Regions from separate parts of the Mus musculus genome. Here region 1 is linked to region 2. A link is a contact called in public promoter capture Hi-C data. All regions are on one chromosome and are shown on one strand. The core of a region is the stretch at or near the end of the contact, and the rest is flanking DNA. Distances in the headings are between cores, read along the strand shown. Region 1 holds the start of Nhlrc2 (NHL repeat containing 2). Region 2 holds the start of Afap1l2 (actin filament associated protein 1-like 2).

Region 1 (3,229 bases), core at 130-2,629, 460 kb before region 2:
CTGTCTGTTTCTGCAAGGCACACTTTGTGGTCCTTCGTCTTGCCTGGATTTTCTGAAGTCCTTTTTTCATTTCCTTTTGACTGGTGTTTTCCATCTGTTGATTTTTCAACAGATTCTGAAATATTTTCAGAACAATTATTTGGATGTACGGGTTTGGGCTTTCTTTTAGATTTATATTCCCAGATTTCTTCTTCCCAAAACGTGTCTTCTAACATGGCCAAATGATTTTTGTGAGTACAGCACCAGTCTTTGGTGAATTCAGAGTCCATTTCTTGTAACAAGTTTTTAATAGGAAAAAAAAAGTAGCCAAAAGCCAACTAACTTGGTTGGAACTGAAAGCTTTGGTGATATTGGCACACAACCCACTTAGTACCTGTGAACACCTGCTGTTCCATTTTATACCATAATAAAATTAAGAGAACTCACTACAGGGTAACATCTATACGGTTTTCTTTACATTGTGACACTATTTCATTCAGGTTTTTTTTTAACTTCTCAGAACTTGATTTATAAAAATAAGAATCAAGAATGTCTTGAATGTCAAGCACTGACGGTAAGTACCAGGCTCAATGACTTTAACTGAAAACAGTCTCCATATAATGGTTAGAAAGCTATTCTGGCTCTCGTTCATGTGGACAAGTGTCCATTTACAAGTCCAGTCACAGTCCCTAGTCTACTTAGTGTGAGACTAGTCCATAGACTAGACCATAATCAAAGAGGTGTTGGTTACAACCGACAGCTGCCCTTATTCGTGACTCATGGGTCCAACCAGTTTCAGCTTCCTGGGTCAGTCCATTTCTTCCTCCATCCTAGGATCAAACCCTGCACAGTGAACAAAGTTCAAACATGTGAGACTGTACTCCACACCATAGGGGCTGTCTGCCCTGAAATCAATCAGCCACTTCTGCAGACCTCCAGAGAGGTCAGGTACCAGAAAATTCCTACAGGCTCCCGCTCTTTGCCTTTGGATCTGGGGTGGGGGGAAGATCAATGAAGGAGCCCTACATTATTCCCAGGTTAAATAATGCCAACATCCCAATGAGCCCTTGTGCAGCTCGCCCCGTTCCTCCCGGTAGTCCCTCGTGGGCACACCTGGCCTGGCAGCAGGGGGACCCCGCTGCAGCTGCCTCCTCTCTGCGCCAGCTCGCGGGACATTCCATTCGCGCCCGCACTTTCAGCACACCCAGAGTCACAGGACACTTTTGTTGTTGTCAACACAAAACCACCGGCCTCACTGCCTACATTAAAAAAAAAAAAAAAAAAAAAAAAAAAAAAAAAAAGAGTCTCCTCCGAGGGTTGCTTTACCTTCTTTACCTTTCGAGTCTTTCTTGGCGGGAACGCTGTCCCACTGTCACTGCCGTGCCGAATCGGCTGATCTCAGTTTAAGAGTGGGACACACAAATGGGCAGGCTTTTCTTAAGTCGGCTCTTTTAAACGTGTACATGGTTATTTGAATTTTATTTGTCTTGGAATTCCCTGCCGGGCTTCAAAGGCAATGGGTTCCCAGCTCCTCTGGAGCGCGACCCTAGCAGCCTTCCCCGTGTCGAATCTGGCGCTCTGAACGTCCAGGCTTCGCGGCGGCCCGGAACCTGGAAGGGGCGGGGTGGGCAACTCTGGAGTTTAATTACGCGCCAGGGAAGCACGGCCCTTTGGACTTTGGCGTCCGGAGGAAGGCTTATTGGAGGCGGAAGCGTGTGTGGCGCAGGGCCGGGCTGGCCAGGCCCCGCTCTGAGTCAAGAGGGCGGCGCACGCTGGTCCGACCCGCGCCCTCGGCCCCGGAGCCCTCGGGAGCTCGCGCAACATGGCGGCTCCCGGAGCGCGCGGCGCGAGCCTCTCGGGCCTGCTGCCCGCGCAGACCTCGCTCGAGTACGCCCTGCTGGACGCCGTCACCCAGCAAGAGAAGGATGAGTTGGTCTACCAGTATCTGCAGAAGGTGGACGGCTGGGAGCAGGACCTAGCGGTGCCCGAGTTTCCGGAAGGTGAGGGGCTGGCGTCGGGGTGGGGGCCGCTCCCGGGTCCTCCCCTTCCTCGGTGGCTCCCTCCCGCCAGCAGATCGGTGCCCTGCGGTCCTCCCACAGCCCCCGAGGTGCTCCAGGGGAGCAGCGACACACGGAGGGGGTTCTGCTGGGCGGGGACCAGTGTTTGCATCTCTGTCTGGAATCCTGCGTGACCTGACGTCAGTAGCCTCAAGGCTCCATGGGTGTATATTGATCACTTTTTAATGTGCCACAGACGGTTTGAAGCACTTGAGAGCTCCTACTTACCTGGTACAACCCACCGAGACCCTCTTACTAGTCTTGTTTTACAGTTAAGGAAACTGAGGCACAGGGAAGGCTAGGAAACCTGCCCGTCTAATAACCACTAGAGTTGGACTACATTCTACAGGCATAGCATCTGATGGTTTTCTAGTCCAACCGCGTTTCCACGTTCAAAGTGGTGAACCTATTGATCTTTAAAATCTGGAATCAATTTTAGCTTAGTACTCAGGTTTGAATCCTAGTAGTGGGAACTGTTGGGACATAGGGAAACGATACTCCCGGTAGTACAGTTTAAACAAAACGCTCCCTTACCTTCTTTGGTTGGGAGTGTCATTGTTTAGCCTGCCGTGTTGGCATGTGTCCTGGCGTGTGACACTGAAACCACATGCATAGTTAATTTGTTACCTGTGGTAGGGTTCAGGTATCTTCCGGAAGGATCTATCTGTTCCTCCTTCATCCCACAACAGTCTTGGATATTTCGGACCCTTTTGCACTCGCCTTGAGAGGGGCTTACCGTTCCCCTCGTTATACTGGATTTGAAATACCGTGGAATTGCAAAAGAATTGGCTGCATGGAGGTCGGTCCCATCAGAGAAACTTAAAAATGACAAACACGTATATGCAGTGTATACATATCTTCTGAAAACTTTGTAATAAAGCACGTGGTAAATACACTATTATAAGCCAGTAGGCCATCAGTTAGAATTTTGAGAAATGTTTCATTTGTATTTATAGTAAGTTTACTATATTACCATGATATTTGACCACTGTGACTGAAATCATACTCATAAGAAAATAATCAGGCTTTGTCTTTGACATAGCCTGATGTTCTGCCGCAGCCAGTTATTAACAGAAAGTTAAAAACAGACAAAGCAGGTTTTGAGATAAAACTTGATTGTTCAATCTTGATTGTCGTTTACTGATCTTAGAAGATACTCATTCTTTAGAGGGGTCGCCTGCAGTCTAATGGGT
Region 2 (3,397 bases), core at 147-2,646:
TAAGAAACCATAGAGGGAGATCGAGATTCCTTGGCAACCTGAGCGTTTGCCTTATTACCCTCCCATGGGAAAATAAGTGCAGAGGCAGAATTTCCCCTTGCAGGCTTAACTTAGACAACCCCTAAAAAGAGCGAGTACAAGACCCTTTTCCCAGAGGGAGGCATGTAGGGGCGCACCGACGCATCTGCCTCAGGGGCAGCACCTTGAACCCCCTTTTCAAAGGACCTACTATCTGAGGTTTCTGGATTCCAGCCCTGGGGCTCCAAAACCCTTCGGGCATATCCGGACCGGCCCTCCCACCATGGTTTGGCCAAGATCCCTGGCCAGAGCCAAATCCAAGCTCGCTCAGCTGCCAGGACGCCTACGGGCGCTCCACCTGCTGGGCAGTCCACTGGGCTCCTAACTCACACCCCCCCCACGCAGCTTTGGGGTGCAGGATCCGCAAAGGGCATGGCGAGGCAGGTTACAAAGTGGTAGAGAGACGGACCTTGTCAAGAACAGAATAGCACGCCACCCCACCACATTAGGAGTTTTTTCTGCTACCGGACAAGACTTTTCCGGGAATCTGCAAGAAGCCCCTCAACAAGGCAGCATCCATAGAAAGAGCCCTACAACTCGCCCCTTTGCCCCCAGCAGCCCCTTACTGTTGAGACCTTACTAGGGCCCCCCTCGACTGTAGACATCTTTTCCCCAAGGCAAACTGAAACTGGGGGTGACGGGATGGCTCAGGACACACCCTCGGTTCTCCAACAGGTGAGAAGCCTCACTTTGACCTCCAAGCAGAGACCTCTGCCCCAGGGGCCCAGGAGTATCAAATAGCACGGACGGCATTCTACGCCCAGAAGCCCACCGCCCTGTTCGTGACTCCTCGGTCGCCCTCTCTAGGGCTGCGGTCCCTTGGGCGTAGACTGTCCGTTCTGGACACCTGAGTCCGGGATACCCGGAGCAAGTAGGTGCGCCCTGCGCCCTCACCTTTGTAGCGCTCCATCCCGGGCACGGTGTGCGCTGCTATCGGCTCCGCGCTGAGTTCTCCGCGCTGGACTCCGCGCTGGGCTCCGCGCCCCCGCTGAGCGCTGGCCCCTCCCAGTGAAGTCACGCTCGCCGCCCGACCTCCCGGAGTGGCCGCCGCGCCCCTAGCCCTCCGATCCTGACTCCACCCGAGCCGCCCTGGACCCCGCCAGGGATCTCCACAGCCGGTCAGGACAATCAGCGCTCTGGTCCTCACGCACCCCGCACTGGGCTCCCCGTCCCGAACGCAGATCACTTCCTCCAAGTTGGCCCGAGGGCGGCGGCGCGAAAGAAAGAGCCTGGGACGTCCTCAAAGCCCGGGGAAGACTCCGGGAACAGCGAGCTCCCGTAGGTCTCCACCAAGATCTGTTTTCTCCAGTGTTGAGACTGCGAACCCAATGCCGGGAGGAGGAGACTGAGGGCCAGCGGGGAGGTGGAGACGGACCTAGAGCGCCTCCTGCTTGATCCATCAAGCCAGTGCGCCCACATCCTGGGCCCTCCTGGATTAGCTCCTTGAATTTAGAAGCCGCTGGGGGCCGGCTTTCAGTCCACCTTGCCTGGCACCTGTACATCGTGCACACTTTAGAGCACAGGAAATGACCTCCTTGTAGCCTGCTGCCTGAGCCCAGATTTTATGGGCGTCTTAGCCTAGGCTTTCCTGAGGAGGATTACAGTGTCTGGAGCCTCCTCAGCAAGCCTGGTCTTCAAGAAAAGATGGCACCTGTCCGAGGTTATTTTCACCTCGGAACACATTTAATCCTTTTCTTTTGATTCCCTCCAATCCTTCCAAATTCCTAAATCCTCTCCAAAGATTATGGGGTTTTTGTTTGTTTTGTTTGTTTGTTTTTGGTTTTTCGAGACAGGGTTTCTCTGTATAGCCCTGGTTGTCCTGGAACTCACTTTGTAGACCAGGCTGGCCTCGAACTCAGAAATCCGCCTGCCTCTGCCTCCCAAGTGCTGCGATTAAAGGCGTGCGCCGCCACGCCCGGCTACGTTTTCTTTTAAACTTTCGGATTTCACTTTTTAAACCATGCTTGGACTCTCGACAAAGGCCCGGAATATACACTTAGGGAAGGTTTGTTGTTTTCCGAGAGCCCCCTTCATGCTTCCTTGGAGCAGCAGAGTCAGCTTTGATCTCTGCAGATCTTCCGCCCAGCGATCTGCACAAACACTTTTCCTAGTTAGAGCAGCAGCTCACGTGAACAGAGCCCTCCTAGCCAGCCAGGAGCCTCGCTCAGGGCTGCAAAACCCCAGCCTTTCAGTTTGCCCATTCACCCTGAGGTAGCAGGTCGCTGTCTGTCTCCTGTAGTATAAACAAGTTTAGGGGGAAGGGGGTGGACAAAGTCACATGGGAGGAGCCCTAGGGATGCCTACTTCCAAGTCTTATGTGTGTAGGTCAGAGACCTCCACATGCCACATGCACATGAACACACATGCAAGTACACACACACACACACACACACACACACACACACACACACACACACAGTTGGCAGCAAGAATGGGCATCTCCCAAGAGAATCAGGGTAGGAAGAGGTATTCCGCTGGCCTCCTGTACAGTAGCCCTCAAACAGTCGAGCAGCTGTGTTTCTGCCTTAGTGTTCTCATTCCTACCCCTTTCTTCCTCTTGCAAATGGCCCAGCAGGGCACACACCCTCCGTTCTGTGGTGGTTCCAGACTACTCTCAGTGGAGCCCTGGGTTTTCTTTGAAATGCTCAGTATTGGAAAAGAAGCCTCAAGTCTGTGGTCACTGGTCACTTTTGGCCAGACTCCTGCCCTGCCTGCTGAAGCTGAGTGAGCAGGTCAGGCCCCACTCAGCAGGGCTTCCGAGCTAACCTTCACACTGAAGGCTGAAGAAAGCTTGGCCCTGGCTGACACCCCTAGGGTTAAAGGGTCTCCACTCTACAAACGAGCACACAAAGAAGTGAGACTTGTGTAATTTTACAGAGTCAGGACACAAACCAGGCAGAGCCCAGGTTTCCTGACTCCAAATCCTACTTCCCTCACAGCCTTTACCTCAGGCTTTCCTGTGACATTAACTGGGCAGTGCTGTTCCCCCAAATCCTCTGACACCTGTTTCTGCCCTTCAAGAAAGCATGGCACCCCCTTCTAGGCCAGCAAGGCTCTCGTCCGTGTCTTGCCAAGTTCATTAACCCTTCCTTGTCTCCAAACTGGTTATAGCTTCCCTGAATCCTCTCCAGACATACAAAATATTAAAAATGCAGTTCAAGTCGATCTAAACCTGCAATTCACAACCCTTTTCCAGAACAAAACTGAAATGGCAGAACTACCAAGAGGAACTCCAGGCAGCCAGCCCTCCCTGTGGTCTCCTGGGTGTTGTTGAACCTCTCTGCCCTTGGCAACTTTGTAACTTTCACAAAGGAAAGGC

What was found. Promoter capture Hi-C pulls out the DNA fragments that hold promoters and counts their contacts.
Region 1: a promoter capture Hi-C map of embryonic stem cells shows a contact between it and region 2. The contact joins the promoter of Nhlrc2 here to the promoter of Afap1l2 in region 2. A contact is called at or near these places in 6 of 39 promoter capture datasets (the 3T3-L1 cell line, cranial neural crest, embryonic stem cells and 2 more), 1 of 15 datasets of contacts at CTCF or cohesin (the NIH/3T3 cell line), 1 of 484 Hi-C or Micro-C datasets (the HL-1 cell line) and 6 of 115 datasets of contacts at active chromatin or transcription factors (double positive thymocytes, embryonic limb bud, embryonic stem cells and 3 more).

The regions. Positions count from the first base shown.
Region 1 is chr19:56,546,882-56,550,110 of GRCm38.p6, forward strand. It overlaps Nhlrc2 (NHL repeat containing 2), which reads left to right and starts at 1,380. Exons shown (of 11, transcript NM_025811.3): 1 at 1,380-1,979. The coding sequence starts at 1,802. It overlaps Dclre1a (DNA cross-link repair 1A), which reads right to left and starts at 1,241. Exons shown (of 10, transcript NM_001360437.1): 1 at 1,093-1,241; 2 at 1-822. The coding sequence starts at 269.
Region 2 is chr19:57,007,179-57,010,575 of GRCm38.p6, forward strand. Afap1l2 (actin filament associated protein 1-like 2) reads right to left here and starts at 1,397. Exons shown (of 19, transcript NM_001177797.1): 1 at 973-1,397. The coding sequence starts at 988.